3 separate regions of the Bos taurus genome follow, and regions 1 and 2 are each linked to region 3. Evidence: chromatin contacts called from public Hi-C data. All regions are on one chromosome and are shown on one strand. Each heading gives the region's core, a stretch centred on a gene start, on an enhancer-like site or on the middle of the called end of the contact. The rest is flanking DNA. Distances are from core to core; before and after follow the strand shown.

The links. A called contact is a pair of places that touch in the nucleus more often than the background predicts.
Region 1: a contact with region 3 is called in a Hi-C map of liver, with 2.1 times the contacts expected there. The contact joins the promoter of TRAPPC6B here to the promoter of FBXO33 in region 3. A contact is called at or near these places in 2 of 11 Hi-C or Micro-C datasets (liver and an unstated tissue).
Region 2: a contact with region 3 is called in a Hi-C map of skeletal muscle, with 5 times the contacts expected there. The contact joins the promoter of SEC23A here to the promoter of FBXO33 in region 3. A contact is called at or near these places in 3 of 11 Hi-C or Micro-C datasets (liver, skeletal muscle and an unstated tissue).

Annotation. Positions count from the first base shown.
Region 1 is chr21:49,154,093-49,157,952 of ARS-UCD2.0, reverse strand. It overlaps TRAPPC6B (trafficking protein particle complex subunit 6B), which reads left to right and starts at 1,886. Exons shown (of 6, transcript NM_001038134.1): 1 at 1,886-2,111. The coding sequence starts at 2,031.
Region 2 is chr21:49,101,156-49,105,000 of ARS-UCD2.0, reverse strand. It overlaps SEC23A (SEC23 homolog A, COPII coat complex component), which reads left to right and starts at 2,089. Exons shown (of 20, transcript NM_001435085.1): 1 at 2,089-2,228.
Region 3 is chr21:49,308,263-49,312,351 of ARS-UCD2.0, reverse strand. It overlaps FBXO33 (F-box protein 33), which reads left to right and starts at 2,209. Exons shown (of 4, transcript NM_001205749.1): 1 at 2,209-2,977. The coding sequence starts at 2,364. LOC104975415 (a long non-coding RNA gene) reads right to left here and starts at 2,310. Exons shown (of 8, transcript XR_009492185.1): 1 at 1,351-2,310.

The DNA.
Region 1 (3,860 bases), core at 637-3,136, 150 kb after region 3:
AAGAACTGACCCATTTGAAAAGACCTGGATGCTGGGAAAGATTGAAGGCAGAGGAGATTGTTGGATGGCTTCACCAATTCGATGGACATGAGTTTGAGTGAACTCCTTGAGTTGGTGATGGACAGGGAGGCCTGGCATGTTGCAATCCATGGGGTCACAAAGAGTTGGACACCACTGAGCGATTGAACTGAACTGAACTGATTGTGAGCATGCTTAGTCTCATTGATCCTTATCACAATCCTGTGTAGTAGGCAGTACTTGGAACCTGAGTGTGGTAATAGTGCTACAAAGTGAAACAGTGTTTCCATGGGAAGATGCTTTTCGAGTCAGCCAAAAAGGTAGGATCTAGTCCTACTTCCTTAGAATCTATTACTAACATCCTTAAATGAAATTTAAGTCTCATTTACAGGGGTTAATCAGTAGAATGCCACGTCCAACATTTAGTAATGCTCAATAAGTATTAGTTTCCCCTCTAGTCTCCAAAATATCTGAAGACACTGTTATTGTGGTTTGAGAAATCGACCTTAGTAAGACACCAATTTTTTGCCTAATCTTTGACCTTGCTGGTGGTGATGAGGGAGAATACAATTGGACATAAAGGACCTGATTTCACAAATGAGAAATTTAGTGCTGGAAAAATCAAGATTAAGATTACAAAATACTCTTCAAAATTAGTCTATTTTCAAAGGGTTTGTTGATACATATGCTTGTTTTTGTGGTGGCTGAAAAAACCGATTGAAATGTTATAAGAGACATGTTTAAAAACAAAACAAACCCACCTCAATTCCAATTATGGTACATGGTCTTAAATTTTATTAAAGGATATGAAGAGTTGAAAGGTTAACAATTTGAGAAACTCAGCGTTACTTTTGAGGGAAGCAATGAATTCATTGGGCATAAAATCTCTTGTTACTAAGAAAAGAACTAATCATAGGCGCAGCAACACGTTTAAGCCAAAGTTTGCCAAATTTAAAATGTGCATATGGTCTAACATTTGTATTTGCACGTCTGCAGCGTTTGTCCCACATCCACCATAGATTCTTATATGAACTCCATCCCACAGTGACGTCGCATTTCTGAAGTCTTTTATTTGCATTTTCTGATTAAAATTTCCCTGTTCTTTCCTTACTCCATCCACCTTGTCCCTTACTCCCAGTAAACTTCCTGGCGGCCAAAATGGCTCTAAATCTTACACCTGGACTTCGTTGGTGGCTCACATGGTAAAGCGTCTGCCTACAATGCGGGAGACCCGGGTTCAATTCCTGGGTCGGGAAGATCCCCTGGAGAAGGAAATGGCAACCCACTCCAGTTTGGGATAATTTCTCAGTATACCTAAAATGTATCAGTTCAGTTCAGTCCTCAGTCGTATCCGACTCTGCATGCACTGCAGCACGTCAGGCTTCCCTGTCCATCACCAATCTAAAATTTATAGCCTGAAAACATGATTTATTCACTCCTTACAACTTTTCATATTTAGCAACATAGAGCAGAAGTGGAAGCTTTTAATGAAGCTATTAGACACTGTTGTCAGTTCTAACAAAACAAATTAACAGAGATGGCTGCGGGAGCCCTTTTCTTATCTTACCAACTTCGCCACTTAGCACACGAGAAATCCTTCCTCCTATCGGCGCCAGCGGTTCACCCCAGGCAAGGAACTCTGTGACCATAGAGCTGGCGGAATGCCGGGGTAGAGGGGACCGGATGTTGTTTTTTCACCTCCCGGCCTAGGGGCCGGATCGGGTTTCCACGGGCTGGGTTTGGTTCCCGTTGCTGTCAGACTTTCTCGTTCTGCCGTAGGGCTGAGTGGCCCTGGGGTGAGCTCGCCCCGGGACGAGACTCGCTCCATTACCAACCTTCAGGAAGCTGCGTGGATTCCTGGTCTCCTAGCAACGAGGGCCCAGCCGCGGACTGGGCCCGGCCGCGGACTGAGCCAGCCGCGTAGCTGTCCAAGCATTTGGGGCGCTATCCAGAATCCCTAAGCCGGACCCAAACGGGAGCCGAAACCCCGAGCTTGGAAAAATAAGCAGGAAATGGCGGACGAGGCGTTGTTTTTGCTTCTGCATAACGAGATGGTGTCTGGAGTGTACAAGTCCGCGGAGCAGGGGGAGGTGGTGAGTGCTGCCACACGCCCTGACACTCCTTGTTTCCACTCAGTTCTTTTCTTCAACCCCTGTCCTATCGCATGCCACGCGTCTCCTCCCGAAGTGTAGACAAATTGGTCCACCTTCAGGTATCCTAAGCCTTAGAACCTGTCAGCTGTCTTCAGTCTTGCATTCTTGTCTCTTTCGTGTCTTCTACTCTATGATACTTTTTTGTCCAGTCCCGTATCTGTGTCTAGCAGGCCACAGATTTTCTGTTTCGTCCCTTCCATGTGTTGTCCCTGCCCTGCTTTGCTGCAGAGTTAACTGCTGATTTTGGCACCCCTACTTAATTCCAGTGTCACTTCCAGCACTTTCCAGTTGTCCACTGGACAGACCTCTCCTAGCCAGAGAATCCTGTCCCTCCCTCCACATCCCTAACCCTCTCTAACACTCCAGGAAACTCAGAGAAAGAAGGTTAATGAGATTTGAGGTCGAAGCAAAGGAAACTTTGCATGTGTTACTATGATTAGGAAACACAATGTAAAAAATTTTAGTGTGCTTTATATGTCAGAGCTGGACGCTGGGGATATAGTAATGAAGAAGGAAACAATGGCCCCATTCTTCTGGAGGTTACTTCTAATGTATGTGAGTCTTCATTCACTAATTGATTCATTTAGAGAATATGTGAAGTGTATTGTGGGCCTGACACTTAGATTAATAAGATGAAGTCCCTGCCTCACAGTCATTGGGGAATGTGGGTTCAATGAATAATTAACAGTATTGGGTGGTATGAAATAATGGAGTTGTAGGATTTCATATATAAAGTATTCTAAAGTCATGCTCAGGTCAGAAGCTCTAGTTTTTATAATGCTGTTGATAAAGAGGGGTAGAAAGTAAGGGCAGAACAAGCATCCTAGGCAAAGGAAAAGTCATAGTGGAATGAAAGGTGTAGAGTATTTTAATATGCCTACATATTTGTGAGTGAATATGAGTATTCACTGTGTCTAGATTGAATAGGTGGAGAGTGAAAAGTATTGAAAGCTGAAGCTAGAAAGAACCTTGTATGATTAAAAATATGGACCTTCTCAGTGGACGATTTTTAAAAAGAATGACACAGTCCATTTGCATTTCAGAAAGATTAAAGTATTCTTTGGACTGGAGAGGGAACCTTTAGTAGTGAGAAGCTCCATTATTATAGGAGTCCAGGCAGGAGATGATGCAGATCTGGATAAAGAGAAGAGGAGAGAGCGGTTTGAGAGATAGGAGGCCGAATCTCTTAAGAGTTGATTAGGTATAGGAATGAGAATTGAAAATTATCCCCAGGTGTTTAGCTTGAGCCATTGGGTTGGATGGAGAAGGAATAAAGAAGAGGTGAAAATACTGAATTGTTTTGGACTGGTTGAATTTGTGGCACCTTAGGACATCCAGGAAGAGGTACTGTCAGTTTGTGAACCATAAGCAGGATACTCTCTGTTTTAGGGGGCTGTAACAAAGATGCCAAAATGATTTATAAACAACAGAAATTCATTTCTCACAGTTCTGAAGGCTGGGAAGTACAGTCAAGACACCAGAAAATTCAGTGTCTGGTGAAAGCCTTCTCCTGGTTTATAGATAGATGTGTTTTGGCTGTGTGCTCACATGGTGGAAGGGGACTAGCTAGCTCTCTGGGGTATCTTTTATACGGGCACTAATGCTTTTCTTGAGGGCTCCACCCTCAAGACAGAATCATTTCCCAAGGCCCCTACCTTCTAATACCATCTAGGGTTAGAATTTCAACAA
Region 2 (3,845 bases), core at 840-3,339, 210 kb after region 3:
ATAAGAAATGTCACAGACATCAGCAATTTTGGAACACAATGCCTTCTGTCCACCAGATGCTGCCATGCCCCCCTCCCTACCCTCCACCCCCAGGATTGCTGAGAAGCTAGGGGAAGCAGCCATCTGCCACATTTGCCACTCCTTAAGGTGAACAAGGAATTAAGGATGTAAACAATCATAAAACAGGATTTGGCCCCAGAGAGTTGAGGTCCATACGAAAGGAATGAAGTCAGTGAGCCCAGAGACTTGCATCTTCCCATACGTAGAATGCTAAATTCCTTAACTTGATATCTGATTTCCCTTCAGTTCAGTTCAGTTCAGTCGCTCAGTCGTGTCTGACTCTGCGACCCCTTGGACTGTAGCATGTCAGGCCTCCCTGTCCATCACTAACTCCTGGAGTTTACTCAAACTCATGTCCATTCAGTTGGTTATGCGATCCAACCATTGCATCCTCTGTCATCCCCTTCTCCTGCCTTCAATCTTTCCCAGCATCAGGGTCTTTTCCAATGAGTCAGTTCTTCACATGAGGTGGCCAAAGTATGGGAGTTTCAGCTTCAGCTTTAGTACTTCCAATGGATGTTCAGGACTGATTTCCTTTAGGATGGACGGTTGGATCTCCTTGCAGTCCAAGGGACTCTCAAGAGTCTTCTCCAAAACCACAGTTCAAAAGCATCAATTCTTCGACACTTAGCTTTCTTTATAGTTCAACTCTCACATCCATATATGACTACTGGAAAAACCATAGCCTTGACTAGAAGGACCTTTGCTGGCAAAGTAACATCTCTGCTTTTTGATAAGCTGTCTAGGTTGGTCATAACTTTCCTTCCAAGGAGTAAGCGTCTTTTAATTTCATGGCCGCAGTCACCATCTGCAGTGATTTTGGAGCCCCCCAAAATAAAGTCAGCCAGTGTTTCCACTGTTTCCCCATCTATTTGCCATGAAGTGATAGGACCAGATGCCATGATCTTAGTTTTCTGAATGTTGTTTTCTCTTACCTCACAATAATCTTTGATGGTCAGACTGCCTGCCTCACTTTGTTGTAAACTTGTATATAGCATGACTCCCCCTCTTGCCTCCTTGGAGCAGATTTCTCAGGTCTAGTGAGATGCTGCTTCTGGGCTCAAAGTCCTTAACATTTCCACCAAATAAAATACCTCTCTTCTTTAAGGTTGTGACTATATTATTTTTTTAGTCAACAAACTCCTCACTGAAGGGTGGGATTGCCTCGGACCATCAAGCTTCAGTGTCTTTCCAGCCAGTTTCTGTCTTCCCCATTTTGCTCAATTCTTTTCTTGAAAAGAGAAGCAGAAAACACATCAAGATGAATCAACCAAAGATTGTAGAGGGTGTGTGTGTGTGTGTTTGTATGTGTTTAGCGGGGAGAGGTGGCAGAGGCAGTGTAGGAGGGGAGGTAAACTGGGAATACATCAATAGTGTATAAATAGTATGTAAGTTCTTCCAGACCGAATATTTGGCCTTTTTTGCCTACGCGGTATCACAGCATCGCTACTGTGCCTAGCACAAAGCAGACGAACGTTCAGTAAATGTTTGTTGCACTAAGTGAAAGAATGAACTTCTCACTTTGCTTTTTCAGGGGAGATGCGGCTTGTTCTTGGAATCAACCAGGGCCCTAGAGGAGAGGATGTCCTCGGGAACACCTCCGTTTCTCTCAACGAGGTGAGGAGTCTGGCGACAGAAGGTCGTACATCGTGGAGGCCCACGGGGAGTGGGATCCGCCGTGACTCCTGGGAGAGGAGACCGCATCGCCACGACGCAGCCCCACCCTCGCGTTTTAGTTCCACCGGGTTTCCGCGCCTCTCCGGGGTAGTCGTGGTGGGTTTGTCACTGTCGCCCCGCCCCTCCAGCTCCGTCTCCGCCTTTCCCCCCTCCCCTCTCTCCTCCCCTTCTCCAACCTCCGGGCTCCGCCGGGGTCCCGCTCGCTCCCCTGCGGTTCGGCGGCTCGGTCGCCCCGCCCCCAGAATGGCCCCGCCCCCGCCCCAGCATGGCCCCGCCCCCGCCCCCCAGCTCCCGCCCCGCCCCTCCCCCTCCCTTTGACGTGGCAGAGGCGGCACCAGCCATGTTGGTCCAGCGGTGTTCTGTGCGCAGGCCGGGGGCGGGGCTGCGCGGTCCCTGATTGCGGTGCCACGGCCGCTGCCGCTCGGCGGAGGGGACGGATTTGTAAGGTAGAGGCTGCAACAGGCGCAGATCTCGTACGTGGTGGCACTGTGGTAAGGATCGATTTCGGGGCCGCGAGCGCTCACTGGGAAGCGGGGGAAGGTCGGCGGCGGGTCCGCGGGCCGGGGTCTCGAGGGTGGTGCCCACTCTGCCTTCTGGGTGCCCCAGGCCAGATGGGGGTGCGCAGGGGCTGCGACCCGGCCCGGCGGGGGCTGCCTTGAGCCCTGAACTTGTGACCTTCTCACCCACCCCCTCTGCTTAGTTCTATCAGGGCCTGGGAACCCGGCTCCCTCACCCACCTACCCCGGATCAGGATTGAAAGATAGAGTCGAGTGAAAAACAGCAGTTAGGGCATCTCTCGCAGCACCCCACCCTCCGTTCATGGCCGATCTGCCTTCCCCACCGCACCCCACCCCACCCCATCGCCGCTTCTGGGTACTTTGGCTTCTTGGTTCATTCCTTGTCTCATCCGAAGAGCCCTAGACTTTGGCCCGACGTGACTTCGTCACTCGTAGTTTGGCCTTGGGAGTTAAAGGGGATAAGGAGAAAAGTGCAGGTAGAGCTCACACCTTGGGCCTTGATTACAAATAGACTTGAGTTTTAAGATTGGACCCATCTTCCGTACTTCCATTCGGCCCTAAATGTTTTCCCGTTTTGGTGGGAAGGGAAAAGTCATAGTAAATCTGCTTGTAATCACTGGAGTGAGTATGTTGAATCCGGGAGCTTCCTCAAGGTCCACCGTTCAAAGGAGTGGATAACTAGCCAAGTGAACTTGGTTAAAAGAAGTTTTAGATTTAATTATAGATGTATGTTAAGTCTTCCTTTTCTGCCTTCTCCAGTAGTCTTAACTGACATCATTTTGGAAGTTCAGTCATTTTTAATTGGCTCAGAATTTTAGATTTGGAAGGGGCCTTGTAGTTTTCCAACCAAAACCCCTCATTTTACTGATGAGAATTTGAGGATCAGAGAGGTTAAGCTATTTGTACAGTATAGTAAATCTAGTCGTGGGAAGTAGTTGAAGACACTACTTTGAGGATTTTAGGACAGAAAAGTGGGAAAGCCACATTTAATTGTCTATTAACAGATATATCTGATTGGAAGGAACTCAAATTTTACTTGCAATTTACAATGTTTCTCACTTATCTACCTATAAAATGGCTAATGGGCATATATCTGATGTGCTAGGTTAAAGTGACTTAATGTTTCTTTACTTTAGTTATACCATAAGAAAGTACATTCCCAATGATTATAAGTTGTGCTGTACAGGAGACGTTTCTTTAGAATGGTCTTTTATGTTTTGTACCACTTAATAAAATGTAATGACTAGTATATTGTCTGCATCCTAGTTTAGTGTTTGAATCAAAATTTTTTAGTTTTATGCTTTTATACAGACAGTACTAGGGGAGAGAATGCTTATCAAATAATGCCATTTCATAAAGAGCTGGTTTGCAAAAGGACTTTATTTCAGATATGCAGTTGTTGAATATGGGACCAAGCCTGGCAGGATTGGTTCTAGAGTGAGTGATTTTAAGATTAATTTCTCCCTTGGAAAGGTGAGGGAATTTGGGGAGGTGTTTTGCATGTCTCTGTAATCGGACCAATTAAGAAGAAAAACGTGGGACTTTTTCAGACTGCTGTTGAAAAGTGATAATGTAAGAAATAAATAGATG
Region 3 (4,089 bases), core at 960-3,459:
TTTAGAAAAATTTTTAAAAAGCTAGAAAAACTCATTTGTCACTCTTTGAGGCCATATAACTTTCAAAACTGGTAATAAAAGAAAAATAACTAAACATTTTTTCTGACTTTCTGATAAAAGCTGTATTTCAGGGTAATGAAATGCTGCCAGTTTATGACAGAAAGCTTCTCCAATAGAGAGGAAGAATGCAAATTAATAAATGTAGATGGAATGAAAAAAAAAACACAAATTATCATTTTGAAGCCTATAATAAAACTATGATTCAGGCAAGAATTATCAATTATTATTAAGGCCATTAAGTGAATGGTTGAAGGCAAAGTTGAACATTTACAGAAAACATCATACCTCACAGATTACTTTGCTTTATGGAGACTTCACCAACCTAATCAAGCCATTAGCATTAAATGTCCAGGTTTATTAGAACTTCAGGTACTAGAGTTATAAGCTAAACACCAAGAGAAAGTAGTCAAATAATTACAGAAGGGAAGATATTCTCCAGGACAATATGCCTCCTCTTAGCTAATCAGAGAAAAAAAAAAAAAAAAGTAGGGGTGACTAGATTGAGATTTTGAAATATAAACAAAAACAAACATGGTCCTTAACTGGATCCTGGTTTGGACAAGATGGCTATAAAGAATATTGGGGAGATAACTAGATAAACTTGAAGATAACAGAAGTTATCTTAAGTGTGATAACACTATTTTTGTAATATACTATTATGTTTTCAGAAATACATATTGAAGTACTTACAAGTGGGAGATTCAGATACCCATGGTCCACTTAAAAATATTTCAATGAATTTAAAAAATAAAAAATTCAAATCCAAGTCTCAACTTCCTAATTCATTGCTGTTTCCATTACTGCTCATTAATTCATTCATAATTATAAGAAGAATTACATAGAAAAATCTCTTGCAGACAAGAGGTTCAGAGACGTGATCTACCACGAAGGAACGCATTTTTTTGTTGTTGGTTTTTTGTTGTTTTTACAGCTACCGAAAGACACGTAACTCAGAGGTAACAACTCAGTATCACAGGCAACAAGACACCAAAAGGCATCAAAGCATCACGAATGGAGAATTTTGCCCTCAAAGAGCTAAAAATATCTTGTAGAACAGTTTCGTGAAGTTAATTACAAGAGAACTAGGCTGTTTCAAGATCATAGTTAAGGCTCTGAAGCGGCAGCCCACTAATGCAATCCTCAATTGTTACATAAAATTACCTATTCCCTTCTGACTTCACTGCCCTGTACAACCAGTTTACTACTTTTCAAGATGTGGTGAAGTTAACGGACACTCTTTCGAAAATCCCTCTCTCAAGCGAGGGCAGCCAAGCTAAAGAAAACCTTCACCGTAACAACCAGCTTCTTTACACCTAGGGCCTCAAAACAGGGAACGCGGAGCCTCCTCCCTCGAAGACCAGAGAAGACGCCGATTATCAACCAGCAGATCTAACTCATTTGCCTTGTTTTCGCCTGTCTCTCTAAATCCAAAGGGTGGCGCTGTCCTCATTCCTTCCCCGCACACCAGGTGTGCGCGCAGGTCCACTTCGAGGTCCGACCGAGGGGTGGCGGCGTCCACTGACGACCTCGGTCCGGCTTCGCCGCCGCCCCGGCCCGCGCGGCTCCTCTCCCTACCCAGCCCCTCCGAGTGAGCCCGCGAAAGCGCCCGCTCCCCTTCTCAGGGGCTCTCTCTCAGAAACTCTCCACAACACTCGGGGCAGGCGGGACGGCTAGGAAAGACACAAGCCAGCACTCTGGCTCTGAGCCCTCAGCCCAGAAAGAGAGAAGCGTATAATGAAAAGCGTCGCGACCTCTCGCACCAACGCGAGTTAACGCCACTTCGACCGCCAGAGCCCCCAAGATAACCGACTTGCAGACTTGACTGGACTGAGTGGTCTCTGAAAGACGGGAGAGGGCGCCCATCTGCCGGCACCGCCAGCGCTTCCCGCCCCGCCCCACCGGCCTACGTGCGTCAGGAATCACGTGCCTCGTCTCTCTTTCCTACCGGCAAGCGGGCGCGCCCTTCTTCCGGAAGTCGCGCCCAGTCACGCCCAGTCTCCGCCTACCATCGGTGACGTCAAACTCAGCGCCTACCACTGCTCTGCCTCCGCCTCCAGGCGCGGGGAGGGCTCCCGGTTCCTTAAAATAAATCCTGCCGCTTCCGGGCTCCTAACCAGTACAAGGGAGGGTTTTTAAGTTCTCGGGAGCGCAGGCCTCGGACGCGCGTGAGTAAAGTTGGAGAGGCCAGAGGCTGGCTATCTGGAGGCCACCCCTGCAGAGGCCTTTCCCCCTCTCCGCAAGTTGTGCCGCACTTGGTTCCGCCGAGACCCACGACGGTTCCGCCCCCTTCTTCCTTGTCATTGATGTTGTTGTTCTTGTCAGTGCCGCAGCCCCGACCACCGGGAGCCCGAACCCGAGCCGGGGCCGCCCGGGTGGCGCGGTGGCGGCGGCTGCGGCTGCAGCAGCTGCGACGGCTGCGGGGGCTGCTCCGGGGTCTGCGGGGGCGGCCGGGGACCGGCAGCCGGCGGCGGGGCCGGATGGCTCTGTGCGGGCAGGCGGCAGGCGCCGCGTCGCTGCCTAGCGAGCTGATCGTGCACATCTTCTCCTTCCTGTCCGCGTCCGACCGGCTCCGGGCCTCGGCCTCCTGCTCGCACTGGCGCGAGTGCCTCTTCTACCCGGCTCTCTGGCCCCAGCTCCGCATCTGCCTCCGCGTCTCGCCCGCGGAGCAGCCACGGCTCGAATTCCTCATGCGCAAGTGCGGCTGGTTCGTGCGAGAGCTGCGTGTTGAATTCGCCGCGGAGAACTACCTGAGCGGCGGCGGCGGCGGCGGCGGCCCGGGCGATGGAGGAGGCAGCGCGGACGCCGGGACTGGCGGGGAAGAAGTCGAAGCCCTGCAGCTCTCAACCCGTTGGCTGGAAGTGCTGCGCACCTACTTAGAGCTGGTCCTGTGCGTGCTAGTCAGCATCCGGAACAACAGGTAGGCTCTTCGCAGCCCCTCCATTCCTCCTCCTCCCCACCGCCTCCACTTCCCGGGACGCAGGGTCGTCTGCTTCCTCTCACCTCGAAATAGATTCAGTGTGGAAACGCCCCGCCCGCTTCAGCGTTGCTTTTTTCGGTGACTGGGGGTGTCAGTTCTAATCCGGCGATTTCCTTGAGGCAGGAGGACATAACAGGACTCATCCTAATACTTTATAAACAGTAATGGACTTGGTGTTTATCAGACAGCACTCCTGGCGCCTTCCAGGCACTGTCTCATTCATCCTTTCGGCAGCAGTGGGATGGAGTACAGGCGCGGTCATTCTTCATTTTACGGATGACAGAGCTGAAGCTTGGAGGGTGAGGCCTGTGAATGAGTCTGGGGAGAAAACTAATCTGTTTTTTGTTGTTGTTGTTATTGTTGTTGTTTCATTCTGAACCTATCCGATCAAAATAGTTCGTGGTGGCGGAGGGAGTAGGTATGCCACAGGTTTCGCATAGGTTGGAGACTCTCCCGGCAAAAAAAGAAATCTTTTACAGCCATTTTCTTACCGAAAATGGTTTTAACTAGGCCAGGCACAGAGTAGGAGAAAATGTTTTTTTTTAAGGGATCGGGGAACTGCCTAATCATCAGGATTAGAAGGTCCCTCCCTTTTGCACCTCCAGACTCAACTTGTCCCCAGTGATTCACCTAAAAGTAGCACAGTACAGCTTGGTGTTTGCGTGTGTTGAGGGAACTGGCCAGTGTCTGCAAAGGGTAAGCCCAAACTGTCCTGATTGTGCATCAAGACTTTACTGTAATTCTGGGGCTAACTTCCTGTGTTCTGGCCCGTCGTCCTAATCAGTGTTTTCCATTATTTATCTACCGCCCTCTCCAGAATCCTCTTAACGTAGATTTTCTCTATCTGGATATTCTAAGCTTAAAATTAAACAGTGAGGTAGAGGAAAGTTCATAAGTTCAAAAAAGGAGCAACTTAGATAGCAGTAAGAGTTTAGCAGTTTGCAAGTAGTTTCACATTCAGGATCTTATTTGATCCTTCCAGCCGAACCTGGGAGTTAGGACAGCTGCTATTATCCCTGCTTTATAGAAAGGAAACTGAAACCTAACAGGGT